Regions from separate parts of the Mus musculus genome. Here region 2 is linked to region 1. Evidence: chromatin contacts called from public HiChIP or PLAC-seq data. All regions are on one chromosome and are shown on one strand. The core of a region is the stretch at or near the end of the contact, and the rest is flanking DNA. Distances in the headings are between cores, read along the strand shown. Region 1 overlaps Dgki (diacylglycerol kinase, iota). Region 2 overlaps Creb3l2 (cAMP responsive element binding protein 3-like 2).

Region 1 (4,296 bases), core at 1,689-4,188:
GATAAAGCAAGCAACACAACACGGGCTCACGTGACCCCAACTGGGCATTCCGATGCTTGGGTTCCTGCCTACTGTAGAGTATTGCCCTGACTGAATATTCAGATTTTCTCAGACAGCATCCTTAGAAGAAGAAAGAGAGTGAAAGTATAGAACAAAAGGAAATATAAGTAGGGAAAAAATAGCAACTTTGTACTTCTTTTGTACATCTTGAAGTCCAGGATAAAAGACTAGGAGCCCTCCCTGATTCTTGCCCTGGGACTGGAATCTAATGCTCCTTTTCTCTAGAGCACCCACGGTCCTCCCTATCCACTAGACTGCTGAGGATTAATTGTCATTCCATAGCACAACACGGGGAGCCGCCAGTGAGCTCTGCAACACAGGGTTCAGGCGTCTGGGTTCCCCGTCGTGCTGTGGTGGCTTTGTCATGGGACTGTGAAGCAGGATGGCCTCTTACTTTGTTCTTTCGGTTTAGATTTTGTTTTTGTTTTTGTTTTGTAGCTATCCATGTGCCCACTAAATCACATCCATTCCCTTATATGTGACCATGCGTATTCGTCAAGATCCCACACCTCTGTCCCATTTACTCTTCTTTTTCTTTTTATCTCCCATCTTATCTACTCTGAAAAGTACCTGCTTGGCCCCTTTATCCGAAACAGATGCTGGGCTTTATTAGTTTCTCGCCTCCATGCCTGCTTTTCATTTCACTCCAACCCAGTTGGCAAACTATAGCAACCAGGGCCAAGCGGGGCTGGTGCCTAGTTCTATACATAATAACCTCAACATAGCCATACCCTATCATTTATGAATTCTCTGAAACTGTTAATACCTCAGAGATGACTTCAGCATTGGCAACACACCCAGGCCTTTACAGAAACAGTTTGTGAACCCCTCCTCTAGTCTTTGTTTTAAAATAGAATCTTAATGATATAGAATTATGCTATCCTTTTGTGACCCTCCTGCTTCAGCCACCCGAATGCCAGGATGATCTGCTCACACTGGCCTATCAGCCTCCCATCTGCCTTTTGGAGTGTCTGTGTCGATAGAAGCATAGCACCTTTGTGGTGAAGGAAACCTGAGAAGAAAGATTGTGTTGTGTTAGCTAGGTTAAGGGTTTACAGGTCTCCACAAAGCAGATACAACTCCTCAAACTAGCCACAGGGCTGGAACAAGTGTAGTTTGAATGAATCGTAGTTGATGTTTTTAGTGGGTCAGAGTCTTCGCAGTATAAGATTCAACCTAACAGTTTCCCTAGGGCCTTCATTTGTCAAGAGCCTCCGGTTATAGGAACAGCCTCACTGGTCTGGACAGTTCCCTGCCACCATCTCACCACATTTTGCTTTTCTTGTTATTTCCATTTCTTCCCAGTTGTCACACATGTAACCTCTGTGCTTCTAGTGAAACTCCACGTCCTAGGGACAGCGTCTCCTTCTGGGATTAGGTGTCAACCAGTCTCTGTGCTGCTCATGCTGCTGGGTCTACTGAACTGGTGAGAGGCTGCTGCTGGGACAGCATCTCATCTGTTCGGATAGGCTCCTGTGACCTTGGGATGACGTGTCTTGTTCAGGGTCTGATAATTTGGAGCACTGTAAGGTGAACACCTGTGTCCTCTTCATTATCTGCCATCTGAGTCACTACAGACAGTGACTTTTCTCTTGACCATTATGGGTATAATTTTGGCCATTTTCACATAATTTTAATATGCCAGAAAGTGTGGAAATTGATTTTGCAAGGTCAAATATGCAAAATATGTGTGCACAAATTATGGTATTGATATATTTTAGTAGTGCAAGTAATTCCTTCTAGGAAATTTGATGTCAAATACAGAAAGAAACAAATAACTGACCCTCTAAGTTGCAGGAGGAAGATCTTGGGGTTAAGGAGCTGGGTTCTCTGTGTATATGTCTTGACTCCAACATTTAAAAAATATAGTCCTGAGAGTACCTCTTAGTCTCTAGTTTGTAGATCACTCAAGTATAAGTTGAAAGAGTTGCTTAGGCAATGTTTGAAGCCCTTGTCACTGTAGAAATGCAATGGGTATGCATTGAGATTTAATTTTAATTGCTTTAAAAAGTAATCAATTTTGAAAGAAGGTACTCAAATGATATTTTTGTGGTGTGGCATTCCTCCGGTTTAATTTGTTTGCAAATTCCAAATAATGGGTGGTATGTTGAATTATTAATTATTACATCAGCATTTTTTCTTAATTGATATAAATTAACTACTGAATTATAGGAGAGCTTCACAATATGCAGAAATGAAAACAAAATCCTTGTGATGTCACAGAATCAGATTAGACTGGCTATGTGTGCCCATTTTCCCCAGACAGTCCTAATTGATGTCTGTCTCCCAACACTGCCATTACTCGTGGTTCCTGCTCACTCTTAAATAGCTCCAGTAGAAATGATGAATTGTGCATTGGTTACAATCAGTGTAATTCAAGTTGAAAACTAATTTAAATTAAAAAGTCACCATGATTAGAACTTAAGTTCTTTAATTATTGCACAAGCTGATTTTATGTCCATTAGAAATGAAATGTCCCCACAGGACTGTCACCCCAGAGTCAAAAGAGGTGACTGCAGATGTGACCAGACTGAGGTCACATGCCAGCCTCCCAGCAGAACCGTGAGTTAAGCCCTCACCCTAGGGTACTGCGGTGACTTATTAGCTTATATTTCCTTCCTTCCTGTAATGAACACGCTCCTCCTTGGGCCTGTGGAGTGTCACAGGACCACTGTGTTTTTAAGGGTTTTAGATAAGCCTGGTAGAAGCAACTCTTTGTGCTTTGTTACCACTGAGATTAACAGCTTTCCAGAAGAGACGTTTTGCTTCCTTCCTGGCTCCCTAAACTGGAAAGATTACTGGGAGGATTTACAACGGCGGTAGAAACAAACAGGCAAGAGATGGGCATGGCCTTCCCATCTGTCTTCATTTTCTTTTCTACATTATCTAACAGACACAGTTGTGTGTAGTTAGATTAGTAGAGCTCGCCAGTGCTCAGCCTCTTTATGTAAATCGTCTGTTAGACAGTTAGAATGCCGTAGTGGGCTTCTAGGCTCCTGTTAACCCGGTTTGTTTACACTGGAATGAATTACTCTGCCCTCTATGTTCCTGGGCTGGTTAAATGCTGATGAGATGTATGTGTTCTTGATGTGCGTCTGTATGATTTTGTGTGTGTGTGCGTGCGTGCGTGCGTGCTTGTGTGTGCACATGCACGTGTGTATACACTTATCCCTTCTTGCTGTGAATTACTTCTTATTCAGAATTGCTTATGAGCCTGTTTCTCTCTTCAGTTTCACAATAAAGTGACCTGCTTCATGCTGCATCATATTGAGGAACCCTGCTCCCTGGGGGCTCACGCCGCTGTTATTGTCCCGCCCACCTGGATCATTAAGGTGAAGAAACCTCAGGTAACTGCAGGATCCTGGTGCTGCTGGCCCAGTGCAGAGAGAACTGAATGGCTCTGATAGATTTGCTCTTCTCCCTCAGTAGTCTTTGGCGTCCTATGACCTTTACACATCCATCCCCATGGTCTGGTGCTTAGCTTATCAGGCTCATCTCATGGGCCCATCACCTGGCTTCACTAGACTCTCTCATGGAGCCAGAGTCCCATTCTCATGAAAGCCCACTGTCCTCCTCATCCATGTGCAATGATCCCCTATAAAGGCAGCCGTCCGGCGTCTTAGTGAGTACCAGTGAGCGTATATTGGATGCTTACACGCTCTCTCCGAAGCCTGAGAGGAGTCGACAGAGAGCAAGGATTGCAAGCATCACAGTTTAGTGAAGATGTCTGCCAGTATAAAGGGCAGGCTGTGAGTCATAACCTCCATTACATCCAAGCCTGCTTGGAGAGCCACAGTCTTTTTCTTAATACAAATTGAATCTGCTATCTTAGTCCCTAATCTCATTCTGGGTGGTTACTGGCTTTCCTGTTTAAGCCAATCTCCTTTTGTTAGTCTGGGGGAACTTCCTGAGGATGTAGGGATTATCTTTCTGTTTAAAAGGTGGGTGGAGGTTTAGAGCTGTAGAAAGAGTAGGAAGCAAGACAAAATAGCACGCTGTGTACTCTTATATTCTTGGGCCGGCGAGCCAAGTTAGAGCATGCTAGGTTTGTGCTGAATGAAACGTGTCAGAGTAAACATGTAGGATAACAGGAGGCTATTCTTTATTACGGGCATATACATGACTGAATTTCTATTCCAGAGTCCACAACAACATTTTATATAATGTTGGCGTTTTCTGGGGAAGTATACTCGTTGTGGACCTAGATCTCATGTTAGTCATCCTTAGACATTACAC
Region 2 (4,733 bases), core at 1,927-4,426, 270 kb before region 1:
CATTTTTACTTCTCTCCCAACTCTTTGCAACAGAGTTCATGATCATACGTACTTTTATATGTGGACATGGCAAGCACATATTTAACACTGGTACTAGTCATGCCTGTATGTACTATCAAAACAAATCTTGTAAGTATCCCACCATGAGTAGCCTTAAATTTATTCCCATTCTGGAAAGAACCGGAAGCTAGTACCGAAGCCCCAGGAGACCGAGCTGCTGGATGGCGTGGCTCGCCGCACAGTCTGCTCTCCCAGCTCGGGGTCTGGAAGCCCAGTCTGATCCCTCTGTTTACTGCCGTGTCTCCTAAGTAATAAAACTTCCCCAACTCCCGTCAGAGTGCTGGGAGACTTAATGAGCTGATATACAAGTTGATCTTGTGGTTATTTTATGGTATGTATTCTGTGTTATTTTAAGTTGATTCATTAAAAAAAAATCATTGTCTGGATTCTTAATTCCAGAGCAGATGTCAGCCCTTAACCCTTTTTTTCCTCCTCCCTGTAACTTAAAGCACTGAGGTCATTAATATACAAGCAACGGCCATTGAAAGCAATTTAAAACAAGTCAGCATCAAACTAGCAGAGGTCTCCTCTGCGCCAAGATAAAGGTGCAAATGTAGGGGTGATCAGGTGACTATTGGGGGATCCCAGGGAGCAAAGACTTACCACTAGGCATTTAAAAGACTCTGCCAGGGTTGGCCCACAGGGCTACAATAGACTCATGCTATGGTGTCTGAGAATTTGAGCAAAAGCTGGTGGCTAATACTTGTTCTCTCCATTGGATGCCTTCACAGGGTCAGCAGCAAACTGGAAGGGAACGAAACACTCAAGGTTGTAGAGCTGGAGAGGAGAGTGAACGCCACCTTCTGAGGAGAGCTCCACCCTCCTCTTCTCCTAACTCCATCTGATCGTCCTTTCAGTTTCCCCTTCACCACTGGATCTCGAGGAGGAGATGGCCTAGTGTTACGGCTCGAGACAGGAGGCCAGCCCAGGGGGTTCTGCTTATGTGTCCCCGTGGCTCTCCACAAAAGGGAGCTAGCACCTCTCCATCCCTTTCTCTTACTGCCATTGGAAATTATTTTAGGGCTGAGATAGGGGTGGAACGAGCAGGCTTGTTTCCACCAATAGTGCCAAGAAGACACTGCCTGATTCTTCCCCGGGAGGAGTGACTCCTCTGAAGAAGACATGACTCATGTTCAGTTGAGACCCCAGACTCTAGCCACACACATGCCACAGACATGCCAGGGAGTGGCAAAGCACTGACTCCTGAGCTCCCTTCCTCACTAGGACTCCAGTGTGACCCTGCACTGAGAGGACCAAAGCGTCATTGCAGTCTTCTCTCCACCCTGTACCCCGGAGTCCTGATTGGATGTCTGCAGAGGCAGATGGGGCTCCCACCATATTTTCAGGCCGCAAGTGCAATTCCTGAAGGCATCAGGCTCTTCTCTCCCAGGCTCTCCTGCCCACTGTGTTGTTTGTAGGACACCCCCACACCCACTCATACACAGCCTGCATCTCCACAGGACAATAGCTCTGTCTCCCTGGCCTCCCCTCCCCATTTGTAAATAGTATTTATTAGCTTGCTCAAGCTCCCAGCTGGCCATAGTGAAAAGATTTCCCCTTTCAACCAGCAAAGTCTTCTGTTGGCCTTTGGAACAGGAGAGTCCCCGGAATCTAGGACCCTAGTCTTTGTACTTGATGCCTTGTTTCCCCCCTTTTCTTCTTTAAAATTGGGGACCTATAACATCATCGCTGTTGCGGAATCCACTTAGGCATGTGTCCCCTGATGGATGAATACATGGGAATGGTGGATACTGTCTTCTGACTCAGGCTCTAGGCTCCATGGCTTCCTCTCTCTGGTCCTGCCACACAGAAGGAAAGCCCTGTCCAGGATAATGAGCGTTGCTGACACCCTTGCTAGCTTGTCCTGCCTACCTGCTTACCCCACTCCCTCACCTTCCTCCTTCCCTTCTGCCCTCCATCCACCTGCCTTAACTAATTGGGGCTGGAGTTGGTCATTTTTGTACACCCACAGTGGTACCTTTTACAGTCAGGTTTGGATACTTTGCAGCTCATCCAAAGAGACATAACTAAACCCTAAACTCTTTTTTTGTTGTTGTTGTTGTTGTTTTTTTTTTTTATGATTAAAAAGTAAAAATTGTAGTTTAAAAAATCCTTTCCTCTTTCATACAAATAAGAAATGGAAATTGCTCGTTTATTGTATAAGATAGAAGATTCGTTTAAAGTGTTTCCCCACCCCCACCCCCAGCTTGTAAAAGATTTTATGTAAGAAATGTGCTTACACTTTGTATTTTATTTTTAGCAGCAGCTAAAAGGCCTGTAGTTTTACTCTCTCTCTCCTCTCTCTCTCTCTCTCTCTCTCTCTCCCTCTCTCCTCTCTGTCTTCATCATCTTTGAGATCATTAGAGCCTGTATAAAGGGGATTATGGCCCTGCCTTCTATGTCACACATAGGATTTGGTGTCATTAGTGTTTGCTGTCATGCCCCATGAGTAGCTCCTTACTTGGTCTGCTCAGGGCATCCTAGGGAATGTTCCTTTCCCCCACTCCTCCCTCCCTACCGTGGTGGATTCCCAGCTGGCAGATGGCCAAGCTCAGGGCCACTGTGATCTTGGCAGCCCTCCTGTTTAAGGGGCTGCCACCCTCCCTTACAGGGTGGTGTATAGCCAGGGCTATACAAAAAGGGTGGCTAGTGACCTTTTCTCTCTCTTCTCTCTCTCTTCTCTCTTCTCTCTTCCCTTGATCTTCCTTGGCCTGGCCCATTCTGCTCTTTACAGTGCCAGATATTTATACATCATAAACTTAGGAAATGCCTAAAAGAGCCTAAGCAGGAAAAATCCTAGGGTGAGGCAATGTTTGCATGATGAGAGAGGAAGGGTTTGCCATAGAGAGCTGAAATGGGGATTTAGACTGATGTGTGCATTGGCTGAGCTGAACCTTGGTCTCTTGATGTCCCTGGAGAGCTGAGGTCGAGACCCCATTCATGCAGGAGGAGGAAGAAGGAAGTGTCCAGTCACATCCTTAGTTCTCAGAGGACTTTATTTTCCTCTCTACCTACTCTTTTGGGTGTCACTGTCTCCAGACAGCAGGGCCCTTTGTCTCTGAGAAATTAGCCATCCAGAATAGAATCTGTAACAAGAGACATGGGACATAAGCCAGAGAACTCAAACAGCCCTTTAAAGGAGCTCTCGGCAACCAACACTGCCACTCTATGAGAAAACCCTCTGCCCTTTACTGCTGCTGGCTTGCCGTCTGGGATGCTCAGTAGAGTCAAGGGACCCAGCAGAGATGCATGAGACAAGATGGATTGCGAGCAATTAGTGGATGTGTGCACTTTTTGTTCAGAGTTTAAGGCTAGGATATTGGTTTTTCCCACTGACTGAGCTGTCCTGCAAACCAGTCAATACCTTATGGTTATGTCTGAAGGTTTTAAATAGTGGTTGACCCAACACCTTGGACTGAAATTTTGAAAAGTTTTGAAAAAAGACTGCTAGACTTAGAGAGAGAAGCCAGAACAAATTCCGCTGGTTATATTTTCTACCTTGTAAACAGGTCAGCACCCCCACTACTCTTTTTAAAATCACTTTAGTGATGGAGATGTCTTGCAAAGATGTAGAGAACAAGGCCTCTTTTCCCTAGATGAGACCTGAGGAACCCAGTTGCCCCTTCCCCCCACCCCCTTTACAGCTCCCAACTTGGGTCCTGTAAATGGAGGTGTCATTGCCATCACCATCGCCAGCATTGAGGAAGAGCCTCTGAAGTGTCAGGACTTTGCAGTGTAGCTCATGCAAAGAGAGTGTTCTATAAAAATCTTGACAGCTGAACTCAGTTGCTCTTTCCTGGCAGGAGGTGGGGGTGGGATCTAACATGAGTGCAGGCAAAATTAGATAACCATTCGGTTCATAGAAATGATTCCATGCCTTGGGAAGACAGATTTGGGGCCACATTGTTTACAAACTATACACACCAGGTTAATAGACACCCCGTCTTAAGCACCAGCTCCTCTTGGGTGCCCCCAGAGCCCCTGCAACTGTTATCCACATACAACAGGGATATCGGACTGCTTTCTTCTTCCGGCTGGTACAGAATCTGTGTCCATCATTTTTCACTACAGGTCTTGTTAAAATTCTTTGCAGCACTTCGTGTCCCCTCACGTCCCATGTGCTCAGACCCAGAAAAAGCAGAACAGAATTAGAAGTGCCTCTGAGCCTTGTGAAGTGTGTGCGCAAGCCCCCATGGAGAAATGGAGACATCTTGTCCCCACCTGAGGAGTGGACATCTGCCTGATTCTTGCCAACACGAGGGGTGGAAATGGGAGAAAAAGCTTTTAGTTGCTAATTTGTTTCCGCTGAGCCAAGTGTTTGAGAAACCTGGACTAGAGCTTAGCACTCCCACTTGCAGCCTGGCAGGACCTGTGGAGCCATTAACGGCGGGGGTCTTAGCGAGAACCACTTCATTAGAGCACTTGCTGCAGAGGCAGAGAGCAGAGCCGCCAGGATAAATTCTGCTTCCACCCCACAAAGGCAGTCACAGGAGAGAGTGGAGAGAGCAGTAAGGAGGCCACTGGAAGGAGCCAGACACAGATTCTGGTTCATTCATTCATTCATTCCTTAGACATTTTCGGTTTTACAAAGGAAGAACAGGTTTCCTAAGGCCGAGGAAATCTTGGAGAATAAAAAAGGACTTGGAAAACAAGTCTTAGTAGTCATTCAGAGG

The links. HiChIP or PLAC-seq counts read pairs in DNA pulled down with a chosen protein or histone mark.
Region 2: an H3K27ac HiChIP or PLAC-seq map of heart atrium shows a contact between it and region 1, with 5 times the contacts expected there. The contact joins two enhancer-like sites. A contact is called at or near these places in 2 of 15 datasets of contacts at CTCF or cohesin (both in the NIH/3T3 cell line), 4 of 484 Hi-C or Micro-C datasets (embryonic fibroblasts, mammary gland and nephron progenitors), 10 of 115 datasets of contacts at active chromatin or transcription factors (cardiomyocytes, embryonic fibroblasts, embryonic stem cells and 5 more) and 3 of 9 other capture datasets (embryonic tail, liver and pancreatic islet).

The regions. Positions count from the first base shown.
Region 1 is chr6:37,063,008-37,067,303 of GRCm38.p6, reverse strand. It overlaps Dgki (diacylglycerol kinase, iota), which reads left to right. Exons shown (of 34, transcript NM_001081206.2): 8 at 3,291-3,407. Among named protein-coding and RNA genes, the nearest start is that of Gm52857, 160 kb to the right of the region's middle. Within about 2 kb of position 2,938, at least 21 of the 459 cell types and tissues checked have an H3K27ac peak or open chromatin away from gene starts, as enhancers often do. A contact at or near this core is called in heart atrium, where this site is marked.
Region 2 is chr6:37,328,559-37,333,291 of GRCm38.p6, reverse strand. Creb3l2 (cAMP responsive element binding protein 3-like 2) reads left to right here. Exons shown (of 12, transcript NM_178661.4): 12 at 792-2,271. The coding sequence ends at 867. Among named protein-coding and RNA genes, the nearest start is that of Dgki, 31 kb to the right of the region's middle. Within about 2 kb of position 3,176, at least 50 of the 459 cell types and tissues checked have an H3K27ac peak or open chromatin away from gene starts, as enhancers often do. A contact at or near this core is called in heart atrium, where this site is marked.